Regions from separate parts of the Mus musculus genome. Here region 2 is linked to region 1. Evidence: chromatin contacts called from public HiChIP or PLAC-seq data. All regions are on one chromosome and are shown on one strand. The core of a region is the stretch at or near the end of the contact, and the rest is flanking DNA. Distances in the headings are between cores, read along the strand shown. Region 1 overlaps Gap43 (growth associated protein 43). Region 2 has its middle 24 kb from the start of Gm29960.

Region 1 (6,381 bases), core at 2,234-4,733:
CCTCACTAGGTTCTCACCATGCTGCTCTTCTTAAAATGTAAACTTCTTGAATTTTGGGTTAGACGATTTTAAAGTAGGAATTTAAAAAGGAGGGATAGTAAGGGGTCTTTGAACATTCACCAGCTCCAAGTTAGTAATTCAAAATCAAGTGCATAAAGAATTTAAGGTGTCTAGGAGTCTCTTAATGTTACAATCTGTGACTTTACAGGAGCCTTGCTTTAAACACAGTCACTGTACATTTTATCACACTATGCACTGACTAAAGCACCTAACCAAAAGTTACTAGAGTTGTTGCATATTATGAATTACAATGTTTTTAATTAATATACTATATCCAATTAGCTTTATGTTTATATGTAATATAATATAAGTATTATATAATAATGTTAACATTATATTTATATATAACATAATACATAATTAATATAAGCATGTTATATATGTTTTATATATAATACATACACATATACATTTATATATACATATATGTATATAGATATATGATTCCCTGCTCTTACAGAATACATAGATATAATTACAGAAAACAAAGTTATGACATTTTTCCTACTGTCCTATACTCCTCATCATGAAAGTATTGAATTGGTGTATTTGGGGGTTGTATTATTTTAGAATACTTGGCTTCAAGCACTGCTGTTTGCCTTGCTGACTTGAGTTTCATAAAAAGTGATTTAATACCTATCCTAAATCAGATAGGGGACTAATATCCAACATATATAAAGAACTCAAGAAGGTGGACTTCAGAAAATCAAATAACCCCATTAAAAAATGGGGCTCAGAACTGAACAAAGAATTCTCACCTGAGGAATACCGAATGGCAGAGAAGCACCTGAAAAAATGTTCAACATCCTTAATCATCAGGGAAATGCAAATCAAAACAACCCTGAGATTCCACCTCACACCAGTCAGAATGTCTAAGATCAAAAATTCAGGTGACAGCAGATGCTGGCGAGGATGTGGAGAGAGAGGAACACTCCTCCATTGTTGGTGGGATTGCAGGCTTGTACAACCACTCTGGAAATCCGTCTGGCGGTTCCTCAGAAAATTGGACATAGTACTACCGGAGGATCCAGCAATACCTCTCCTGGGCATATATCCAGAAGATGCCCCAACTGGTAAGAAGGACACATGCTCCACTATGTTCATAGCAGCCTTATTTATAATAGCCAGAAGCTGGAAAGAACCCAGATGCCCCTCAACAGAGGAATGGATACAGAAAATGTGTTACATCTACACAATGGAGTACTGCTCAGCTATTAAAAAGAATGAATTTATGAAATTCCTAGCCAAATGGATGGACCTGGAGGGCATCATCCTGAGTGAGGTAACACATTCACAAAGGAACTCACACAATATGTACTCACTGATAAGTGGATATTAGCCCAAATCCTAGGATACCCAAGATATAAGATACAATTTCCTAAACACATGAAACTCAAGAAAAATGAAGACTGAAGTGTGGACACTATGCCCCTCCTTAGAAGTGGGAACAAAACACCCTTGGAAGGAGTTACAGAGACAAAGTTTGGAGCTGAGATGAAAGGATGGACCATGTAGAGACTGCCTTATCCAGGGATCCACCCCATAATCAGCATCCAAACGCTGACACCATTGCATACACTAGCAAGATCTTATTGAAAGGACCCAGATGTAGCTGTCTCTTGTGAGACTATGCCGGGGCTTAGCAAACACAGAAGTGGATGCCCACAGTCAGCTAATGGATGGATCACAGGGCTCCCAATGGAGGAGCTAGAGAAAGTACCCAAGGAGCTAAAGGGATCTGCAACCCTATAGGTGGATCAACATTATGAACTAACCAGTACCCCGGAGCTCTTGTCTCTAGCTGCATATGTATCAAAAGATGGCCTAGTCGGCCATCACTGGAAAGAGAGGCCCATTGGACAAAAAAACTTTATATGCCCCAGAACAGGGGAACGCCAGGGCCAAAAAGGGGGAGTGGGCCGGTAGGGGAGTGGGGGTGGGTGGGTATGGGGGACTTTTGGTATAGCATTGGAAATGTAAATGAGCTAAATACCTAATAAAAAATGGAAAGAAAAGAAAAAAAGTGATTTAATGAGTTTGGGCTTGGAATTGAGGCAGAATTTCAAACAATCCCTGAAATGAGCTGTGCCACCTTTCTCCTGTGTTATATAGCTGTGAAGTAGCATTTTCAACACTGGCAATTCTGAAATCGATCTCACTGAAAATCATCAAAATATTGACCATCTCTGAATAGCTCTGATCATACTTTGTGTCCTACAGTGTTGAGTAATTACCCTAGATTCAACTATTTATAAAAAATAAATGAGCATAAAGAGTCATCTTATTAATAGAAAAATTTGCTTTGTCCTTAATAAGTGATAAAGTAATATTCATAAGAATATTTAAATGTATTTGTAGTTTGTTATCAGTAAAGGCTTTATTTGTATACTCATTTTACATACCCATATACTGGGGTCATGTAAAAATTTCCTAGATGAAAAGGATCATGAGTGGAAAATAATGTTATAAAGTTCTGCTTTAATAAACAACCTTGTTTTGCTATTTTCTCAATTGTCCCTCTCAGTTTGTACACATTACTAAATATCATCCCTGCTCCTCTCTAAGTCTATGCTGATCTAACAAAAATAACAGAAACTAAATAGCTTATGAACAACAGAATTTTGTGTCTGAGTTCTGGAGACTGGGGTGTCCATGATCACAGAGCTGGCAGATGTAGTGTTTGCAGATTTCCTTTCTGGCTCATAAACAGTACTTGATCATCACAAAACAATATCAACATGTGAGGTTTAAGATGCATCATGGTCATTCATAGGGCAGCATTTTCCACCCATGGTAATGGAGATTTTTAACCCACTGCCCCATCAAAATACACTCCAAGGCACCTAATAGACTCTGATTCATGATAGTGGTTTAGAGAACACAAGCTGGTTGTTTATGTGTAAAACAGGGTAAGACGGTTTCTGATGTATCACCATATGGTGACAACTTGCAAATGAGTCTCAACTGAGAAGCTTCTCCTATTAGGGATTAATCCTAGCTATGTTATTTTCTGTACGACATGGCTGCCTGCTAACTTGAGCTCTGCAGAAATTTCTGAAGGTTATGTTTAGTATAGAATACTGGAAGGCTTCCTTTTTCTTTGGCCACCTGTAACGACCACCGTGGACCTTCCTACACAACGGATGCATTTTGAAGCTTAAGTGTTATAATCTTGAGGTCTTTAGATTCAAACCTCTGAGCAAATTGTACACCTTCATTAAGCCTTACTGAAGCCTAAGAAAAACATGAAGGAATATGAGAAGGAGAATGAGGGAAGAGGAGGGACAGAGAACTGTAGTAACTAGTTGGATAAGCACAACAAACCTAGGAAGTGACAGCTTGGGAAGTTTCCACTATGCACACACAGTTGACACAAGCAGAGCTGCCTGCAGGAAAAATCTTTATAGGTCACAAACAATGGACAGATTGGTGGCTGAGGCCAGACAATCTGTTTATCCAAGGCTGACTTAGCCTTGGCACCAAGTCTCTGCTTCCTGGCAGTGATAGAATAACAGGGGACTCTTAGGTCATGATTTAAGAATAAATCCTATGAGAAGGTATAAGCCAATGAGCTTTTTTGGTGGTGTATTTAAAAGTTTAAAAATTAATATTTCTTTTTTATCAATCATTATTAAACCAAACTTCTGATTAATGAAAATTAACTATTACAGTACACCTAAGAGTATGAATCTCTTAAGTCTCTAAATTCCAGAGTTTTCAATTTTGTGTGCATCATATTTTCTATTTTGTGAGATTTTATAACACCTTCAGTCTTTCTGAGGTCAATGCTGAGGAGCTTCAAGAAATATCTTCCTTGGGATATTTGTAAGCGTTGTCCACGTGGAGAATTTCATCTTAACACTTCAGCCTTACGTTAAAGCTTGGTTATTTCTATACAAATAAAGCTAAAGGAAGCTATTGAGGCTTTTTAAAAATACCAACCAGGGGTAAGCATTCTGAGATACATGGAGAGGCTTTGAGATGTTACTTGTGGCATATATATTACATATATTATTTCTATATTAATCATATATATTAATATTATTAATCATACCACATATATTATAAACATATGACTTTGTATTAATTCCATCTCTTCCATAGCTCAGAGAGCATCCAGGGATAATGAAATTTGAGAAATAAAGACAAGAGTTTGTAACCCCAGCATTGGAGAGGTAGAGACAACAGAATTTGTATGTTTGATGCTTACCTGGGTTATACAGCTAGCCTGCACTGCACAGCAAACCCTATCTCAAACAGCAAAACTACTGCCACTACAGCTACAACAGCAGCAGCAACAGCAGCAGCAGCAGTTGACTGTAGTAGTAGCATGTGCTGTCAGACACTGTTCCGATCTCTTTTTCTGTTTGGATAGAATGGCTTTAGTCAACAATCTTTATACTAGGTACTTAATAAATATTTCCTGATGAATAAATGAATGATTCACAGATAGCATAGCTTTTAAAATCTTTTCTTACTTAGAGATCGATGGAGCTATTAATACATTGGGATATATTGGGGCTAACCATACATATACTTTAAAGTTATTTCTGTCTCTGGGCAAACATAAAAGATTGAATAGATTCTGTACTCTTCCTGCCACATTAGGCGCTGTGAGCTGGACTAAGACATGCTGAACACACCCCACATTAGCAGAGCCACCACCTGACTTCCATTTCAAATGAAAGGTTTGGTAGAGGTGGGGCTCTGAGCAGGTCAGGGTAGCAAGTAATGTGAGCTTCTTGCAGCCACAGGAACTGTACCTGCCATTGTTCCAGTCCTACACTTTATCCTTCAGGTCTTCCACATCACTCCAAGTGCTTTAAAATGTCCTACATGGATCACTTTAAAAAATTATCCCCATTCATAAGTCACAGATGTTAAGAAGTTGTAAAGTTCTAGCAGCAACCATAAAGACTAGCTAGAATCATACATAATGCAGCCAGTAACCACAAGGATTTTTCTTTATGCTTTGAAACATAAATCCTTTCTAGAAGATCTGGCTTGGTTTATCCTGAGAGTGTGTTGCCATGTTAACTCTGAAGATTAAGCCAGAATGCAAACAAGACATGGGCAGATGCTTTATCTTAGTGCTAAGGATGTCTCATGGTGCCAGACTTACTGGTCCAGGTTTGTTAACCTTCCTCATCCAGAGTCTGACCTCCTCCTACCTTTATCATTTATCACCCTGATAGTCCTGCCCAGAGACTATCGGGAAAATGCAATAATCAGTCAAAGCCATATGATGCCAGTGGCAAAAGCAAGCAGCTCCCCAGCAGTGCCTGCAATAAATAAATAAATAATACAGTCACATTTGACAATTTAATGAGTATAAATTTATCACAGCAGGAAAATCCTCCCCAAATATTTAAACAATTAAGATGTAAAAGAAGAAATAAATAAGCATTTTATAGTGGTAGGCAGAACCGATTTTTTTTTTTCAATCCTCTTTGGAAATTCAGTCTACCATACATCTTCCACTGACAGTTAGACTGAAAGAAACATCTGAGATGCTGTTGGTCATGCTGAAGGGACAGAAGTTAGGAATGGCAGGGGGAGAGGTGAAGTAGATTCTCTAGCAGTTGCGTTTCTTAGCTGCTTCTTACATCTCAGCAGAATCTAAATGCATGCATTTCGGCAGTAGATGTACATTTCTTAAATATCTCAAATATGGCAGGCAGTATAGTAGGTTCGAGCCTATATATGTCACTCCCGGAGTCACAGAAGCTGCACGCAGTTCACACAGTTCTTAAATGGGGGAGAAGAATATAGATCACTGTCTAGAGTAGAAACCATTGCTGGAGTTGAAGATGAAAGTGTATGAAAGGGAACAGATGATGGTTGTGTGTTGTGTGCTATTTCATCTAACGTGGTGGGAAGCTTCTTTGATGAGATGTAACAGCTGAGATGTTCAAGGACTTAAGGGAACCAATTACAAGTATATTTTGTGAACAAACCTTTCAAATAGAGGGAATATTCAGAACCCAAACCCCAACCCTATCAAAATTAACTACTTAATTAATTAATTAGTTAATTAATAAAAATGACTGTTACTTCAGGTCTGATCTGGACCGTGTTGCATCCATGAGATTCTTGGGCAGACAACAGAACCTGGCTTGTGTTAGGATAGGACTTGAGTTCATGCCATTGATGGGAAGGCCAGAGGAATGGATTCAAAATATGCAGGGATGGAGGAAAAGTGGTTTGGGGGAACATAATCAAGGAAATCAGCTGGATAGGACGTGGGTCCATCAGGAGCACAGCCACAGGACTTGCATGACATAATCACCGAGGATAAATTGTAGTTGGCATTGCCTCTCT
Region 2 (6,183 bases), core at 2,269-4,768, 360 kb after region 1:
GTAAATAAAACCATGTATGTTGTGGCTAAATATTATTTGAATTATATGTAAATATATACATTTAAAGAAAACAGAAAATTCTAAGTGCAAAATTTTGAGTATTTTTATATAAATAGTAAAACTTCAATTACTCCATTCTACCTGGCTGATGTTTTGTATGCTATCTAAACAGTTATTAATGCACATCCACATTATATCATTTTGCCTTAGTGTTGGTTGGGATAGTTGCATAGGTAACAGTGATTCCTATGGCCCTAATAGCTACACAGCAGACACAAGAATCTGTCATTTCTCATATACTACTACTTGGAACTTCTGATAGTAGTAGCCAGGTGTCAGCATGGGAGAAAGGAGCTTGGTAGATAAAAATATCCAAAGCAACAAGCTCTAAAAACTATATGTACCTCAATATATACATATATATATGTAGGTAATGGCCCAGCAATAGTCTCATAATCCCCCAGACAATAACAATACACATACTCATTGTAAGGAGTCTAAGTATTGGGGCTCTTGCTTTTCTAATCCTTCTACTCCATACCACACAGTTCTTCATATAGATTATTTTGCATTACAGGACCTGAGACGTTTATATTCTCACCATTTTAGGAACTATTTCAGAGAGCACCAGCATGGCTATAATCTATGACACATTTAGAGAGGGAAGTTCTGTTGTTATGATAGAACTTTCTCAGTATGGACCAAAATAACATTGATTTTAACTGATTCTTAAGAGGCAGTGATAGATGGAAATATTTAATTACAATAAACCATGAAAATGACACAATGTAACCATGAAACAATTGATATGATAGAACAGAAAAGAAAATGGTTCTCACAAAGAAAGCTTCAGGCTAGAAGATAAACGTCAGGATCACATGGAAAATCATGCAGAAGTGTTACAAACATTAGCTATCAGAAAGCAAAATATAAAAAGTACCCAAACAGAGACATTTAATATATATAAAAAGTTCGAATTTCAGTAAAAAAAAAAAAAAAGACCACATGTTCTAGGACTTATTATAAACACTGAGTCATTGAGCCAAGTGTCATCAGGCCTGAGTTTAGCATCAGGTGACATGAGTCTCTTCCTCCAGACTATTTTGTGCATTTCCTTCTCCACAGGGACAACTTTTGATGATGCTTTATTTACATGTCAGTTTCAGATGACACAGGTCCAAGCAGACACCAACACAGCATTTCAGAACAAGCCACACTGAGTCACCACCAGCAAAGGAGGACCAATAATGATGCAGTGGATGCCAAGTTAAGCAGGAAGTGTGTGGGCACAGGTGTATGGGAAAGAATCCCAGCACTGTGAATAAACAGCTAGGAAGGACAGCGAACGCTCTGAGAAGACTGAGACAGAGGGTAAGGCATGCAACTCAATGGCAAAAGATAAAAGAAAGAAAGTAAGAGCATGCATGTGGTGACTACATAGAGCGGGAGGAGAAAGAAAAACAAGAAGTAGATGTTGATAGATTCTCAAAACAGAGGCAGGAGGAGAGACAAAGATTCCCAGTGAAGACAGTTAGAATACAAGCTTTGTGGACCAGAAGTTCTGGTTGTCTCTCAGTGTCTTAAGACTGCCCATTCAGCACGTCTAGTGGAACTCCATATGCAAGAATCTCATTCCTTGTTTTAGTACAACAACAAAATCTCTCCCATCCATCGATTCTGCAACCTCTTCTCTCATGAGACCTCAACTATATCTTGCTAGTCCTTGGAAGCATGCTTAACAACAACAACAACAAATAACAACAAAATAACCTATTGAGATTAGCCTAATTTTTAAAAAAACAATTTAAAATTGTTGACTTCATGGCAAAGAAGCCAGTAAGTAAGGGAAATATTTAGCCAATTCTTTAAAGATGCTTCTAGCTACCAAGGATAAAGATGCCATAATTATACTGCTGTGGTCAAGCAACAATTTCTACTAGGGTGACTGGACACTTGACAGGTGATATCTGTGGTCATATCTATCTGAGAACTCTGTTCTTTCTTCTTCCAGTTTAGCTTGCCAAGGCAAAGAAGAAGGCAACAGCAGCAGTAGCAAGACTCACAAGGGCAGCTGTAAGGTCATGGTCACATTTGATCGTCTTGCCACAGGAGAGGTAGAGGCAGGGAAGAATGCTTCCAGGAACTCTATTTATAGTCTGTGGTGGGAGACAACGTTTCCCTTCATCTCTTTGTACTTTCTGTGATCATATTATCTTTCTAACCCTTATCAAAAGTCTGGTTTTCCAAATACGTACAAATACACATCTTACAATGATATAAGCCTGCCCATAAAGACAATCCAGCCCAATATCTTTTCACATTTGGTCCCTCACTTAAAAGATAAAAGAATAGGTCCCTAAAAATGACAGAAATCATATTCCTTCATTTGGTCATTACATTTACAATGGTGTGTACCTTTCTTTTTCTCCTTGGTGAACAGTTCCAAACTACAGAGATGTTAGGAACCGAACCAAAGACTAGGTAGGTCAACCATTTCCAGGAGACTGCTGAAAGTCATATCCTGGGATAAAGCCAAGAGTAAATGCCAATCAAATGAAACCTCCATCCAAAGCCCCTTAGAAAATCGGAAATGACATAGAAAGATACAGGAAACAGGAAGAGCTAATCCTAGGTACAGCACTTCCTCTCTGACAGAGAGAGATTTGGAGTCTTTGTGTAGAGCTAATGTTCTTCGTCTGTACAAGTAGATGGTGCTCCAGGAGCAAGGCCAGGTGGCCATGAATTCTTGGCCAAGAACTCTCTAGCCATTGCTTAAATATTTTCAGTGTCCCCCACACTTAAACTTTGCCATTGCTGGACAGCTCCAGTGACTCTAAAGCTGTTCTCAAGATCTGAGCCAGGAACATTTATTTGTCTTCTCTTTACTCCATATCTCTGAGCGTCACACTTCCCTTTACATCAGCAAAGCTTACTCATACATCCTGTTGTTCCTCCTTCAGTCCAAGCCTTTGCATTATTTTTACGAGATTTCCCCACCTCCCCAGACAATCAGATTCTAACTACACTCCCCAGTTTTCTTCTCATCTAAATTATTCACAATTGTATTCAGAATTGTGTGTGTGCAGTGGCCTGTCTTTTGGAGTGGTTGTTGTGAAAGCTGAAATGACATTCGGTCACAATACAAAGGCACATCATACATTCTGAAGTGCAGCGAGGGTATGAATCAACAGCCAAACGTATACTGCAATAGTCTTCCCTGTCTGGGTTGCCTTCAGATCACCACCGCATAGAACAAGATTCAACAACGGCACAGGAAAAGTGGATGTGGCAAAACATCCACTCACTGACTAAGTTCTGCAGGCTCGGTCCTTCCAGATTAAGTTGAGACAAATTTTGCTTGAAGAAAATTTCAAATCTCAGTGAGTCATGACTATTTGGGTGGATTTAGAATGCTTGAGCTCACAAATGTCAAATTCACAAATGTTAAAGGCCTGCAGCAGATGTGACTGAAGTCAGGCAGGAAATGAGTAACTCCAGATGGACGCAAACAATAGCGAGCTGTGAAGGTTATGTGTAACTGGGAAGGGATAATATAACCACAGCAAACATTAATACAGCAGATACTGTGTATAGCATGGCTTGAAAGGCTTTATGTGTATGGACCTGTTTGCCCTGCAGAGTATCCTATAACTCCTCATTCCCACTTGAATCTATGGTTGAAAAGTGGGGAAACTAGAGAAGACTAAATCCTCATTTGTGCTCTTCGGGAGAAAAAGGAAGAGCCAATGTCTCACCCAAGATGCTAAATGTTTGAGGCTGAACATGGAGAATGCAGACTTCCTCCATGCCTTCATAGTCTGAGGAAGTGAAAAGTAACTTTGTTCTTCTATGCTATTTAATTTCCTAAGGAGGAACTCCTAATAAACATGAAATCATTTCTACCACAGATGACTTATAAAGTACTTGTAAGACTTGTTGATTTTTACAGATAGTCTGTTTTGATATGAACATGGAACATAGTACAGAGGCACAGAGAGAAGGAAAAATAGTAGTTTCTGTTTTGGCCGTTATAGGACACAGATTCAAGCCAAGTTTTCTTACCCAATGACTAACTAGGGTTCAGAAACATATCCTGTGCTTATCTGGAATATCGTGAGGCAGTATTATGTATGCATTTGTAGTCTTTCTTTCCTTGTTTCTTCTGTTTTTCACCTGGGTTTTTAAACAGAGTCCCTTCTCTAAAATTTAGTCTCACCTGTAAAACCAGCAAAGAGAATAGTTTGGCTGATGCTAAGGATGTAGAGCAAGCAGCAGTGCCAGCAAATATGAAACTGAAAGAAGCCAAAGGCTTTTGTAGCTAGCTATGCTGCAAATGCCATTAAGAGATAAGTTATAGGAGATACAAATAGTACTTAACACAAATATCTTAAAACATGCTGTATTTAACATGTTTCTTCAATGTTTGTTCCTACACCTCACTTCTGACCCTCATCTTTTCCAACTTGGTCCCTTCCATTACCTACATACCCATTTTCCAGGTTGCATGTTTCGTCCCCTTCTAATTTGTGCATCACTCTTTGGTATGAAATGCAGAAACAAAACAAAAACAAACAAACAAACAAAAAACAAACAAACAAAAAGCACCCTTGCTGTTGACCAAGTCAGTCTTTAGCATCATTCTCCTGATAAAATATTTGAAGTCTATGAAACAATATTATTCCAGAACTAAAAACAAATAAGAATGTCAAAAGTACAGACCAATATCTCATAAACCCAGATGCAAATGTCATTCTTTTGAACACTAGTAAACCGATCCCAACAAAATATAAAAGTATGATTATATACCACAAAACTTAAAGGTTGTTCCAACATGAAAATCACTCAACAGGACATATTTTTTTTTGATTTTTTTTCCATTTTTTATTAGGTATTTCGCTCATTTACATTTGCAATGCTATACCAAAATTCCCCCATAGCCACCCACCCCCTCTCCCCTACCCACCCACTCCCCTTTTATGGCCCTGGCGTTCCCCTGTACTGGGGCATATAAAGTTTGCGTGTCCAATGGGCCTCTCTTTCCAGTGATGGCCGACTAGGCCATCTTTTGATGCATATGCAGCTACAACAGGACATATTAATGGAATAAAAAGTTTAAAACATATGATCATCTCAACAAACAGAGAATATGTATATGAAAAAATTCTACATCCTTTTATGATGTTTATAGAACTGGCATAGAAGAAAAAAATGCTCACTCTGAGAAAGGACATCTATGAAATATGCTCAGCTCTACATCATGCTGAAAGACTTTCTATACCTTCACAAATAAGGCAAGCCTATATACTTTCATGAATAAGGCTGCACACTTGTCTTATGCTTTCTGGTCAGCATTGAATTAGATGTTTTAGCCAGGGAAACTAAACAAGAAAAAAACAATAATCCTCTAGATTGAAAAGAAAGATGTAAATCTATGTAATCAAGTGAAATTATCTCACATATAGAAAACCCCAAGGAAGCCATTTAAAACAACGAACTGTTAGAACCAATAAATAAATGTTTTTGAATGTTACATCCTGGCAATCAAATTTTAAGAACTATCCTATATGGTAGCATCAAAAATGGAATACGTAAGAATATTTTGAAAAATATAAGGCACATTCAGTGAAAACTGTACAAAATCATTGAAAGGACTTAAAATCTACATAATATATGGTTATATGATAGATGATGATAGATAATTGTGGTAGATAATACATAGATAAATAATAGATGATAGGTGTGATAGATAATGCATAGAAAGATGATAGATAGATAGATAGATAGATAGATAGATAGATAGATAGATAGATAGATTCAACATAATACTTAGTAAAGTTTATTTTGATTTTATGTAGAAAGGGACAAAAATGATCCTTAACATTCATTTGGAAAAACAAACAGTTTTAAATATTAACAATATTGGAGGATACACACTTCCCAACTGTAAAACTTACAATGATGCTATAATAATAAAGATGGTACTATTAAAATGAAGTCACAAATAAATATCAGTAAGTGAGATAGAACTCATATTCCAAAAATAAAACCATATTTATGACCAGATGATCTTCTGCAGGCATTAAGATAATTTGTTAAGTAAACAGTAGTCCTCGATGAGTGGTATTAGAATAAATGGAATTCTCCATACCAGAGGAAAAAGCTATATAACTCTACCTCAATCCA

What was found. HiChIP or PLAC-seq counts read pairs in DNA pulled down with a chosen protein or histone mark.
Region 2: an H3K27ac HiChIP or PLAC-seq map of heart atrium shows a contact between it and region 1, with 6 times the contacts expected there. The contact joins two enhancer-like sites. A contact is called at or near these places in 2 of 484 Hi-C or Micro-C datasets (cortical neurons and embryonic fibroblasts) and 3 of 115 datasets of contacts at active chromatin or transcription factors (embryonic midbrain, forebrain and heart atrium).

What each region holds. Positions count from the first base shown.
Region 1 is chr16:42,316,553-42,322,933 of GRCm38.p6, forward strand. The region is part of intron 1 of Gap43 (growth associated protein 43); the gene reads right to left. Among named protein-coding and RNA genes, the nearest start is that of Mir6540, 16 kb to the left of the region's middle. Within about 2 kb of position 3,484, at least 10 of the 459 cell types and tissues checked have an H3K27ac peak or open chromatin away from gene starts, as enhancers often do. A contact at or near this core is called in heart atrium, where this site is marked.
Region 2 is chr16:42,673,978-42,680,160 of GRCm38.p6, forward strand. No RefSeq gene overlaps it. Among named protein-coding and RNA genes, the nearest start is that of Gm29960, 24 kb to the left of the region's middle. Within about 2 kb of position 3,519, at least 48 of the 459 cell types and tissues checked have an H3K27ac peak or open chromatin away from gene starts, as enhancers often do. A contact at or near this core is called in heart atrium, where this site is marked.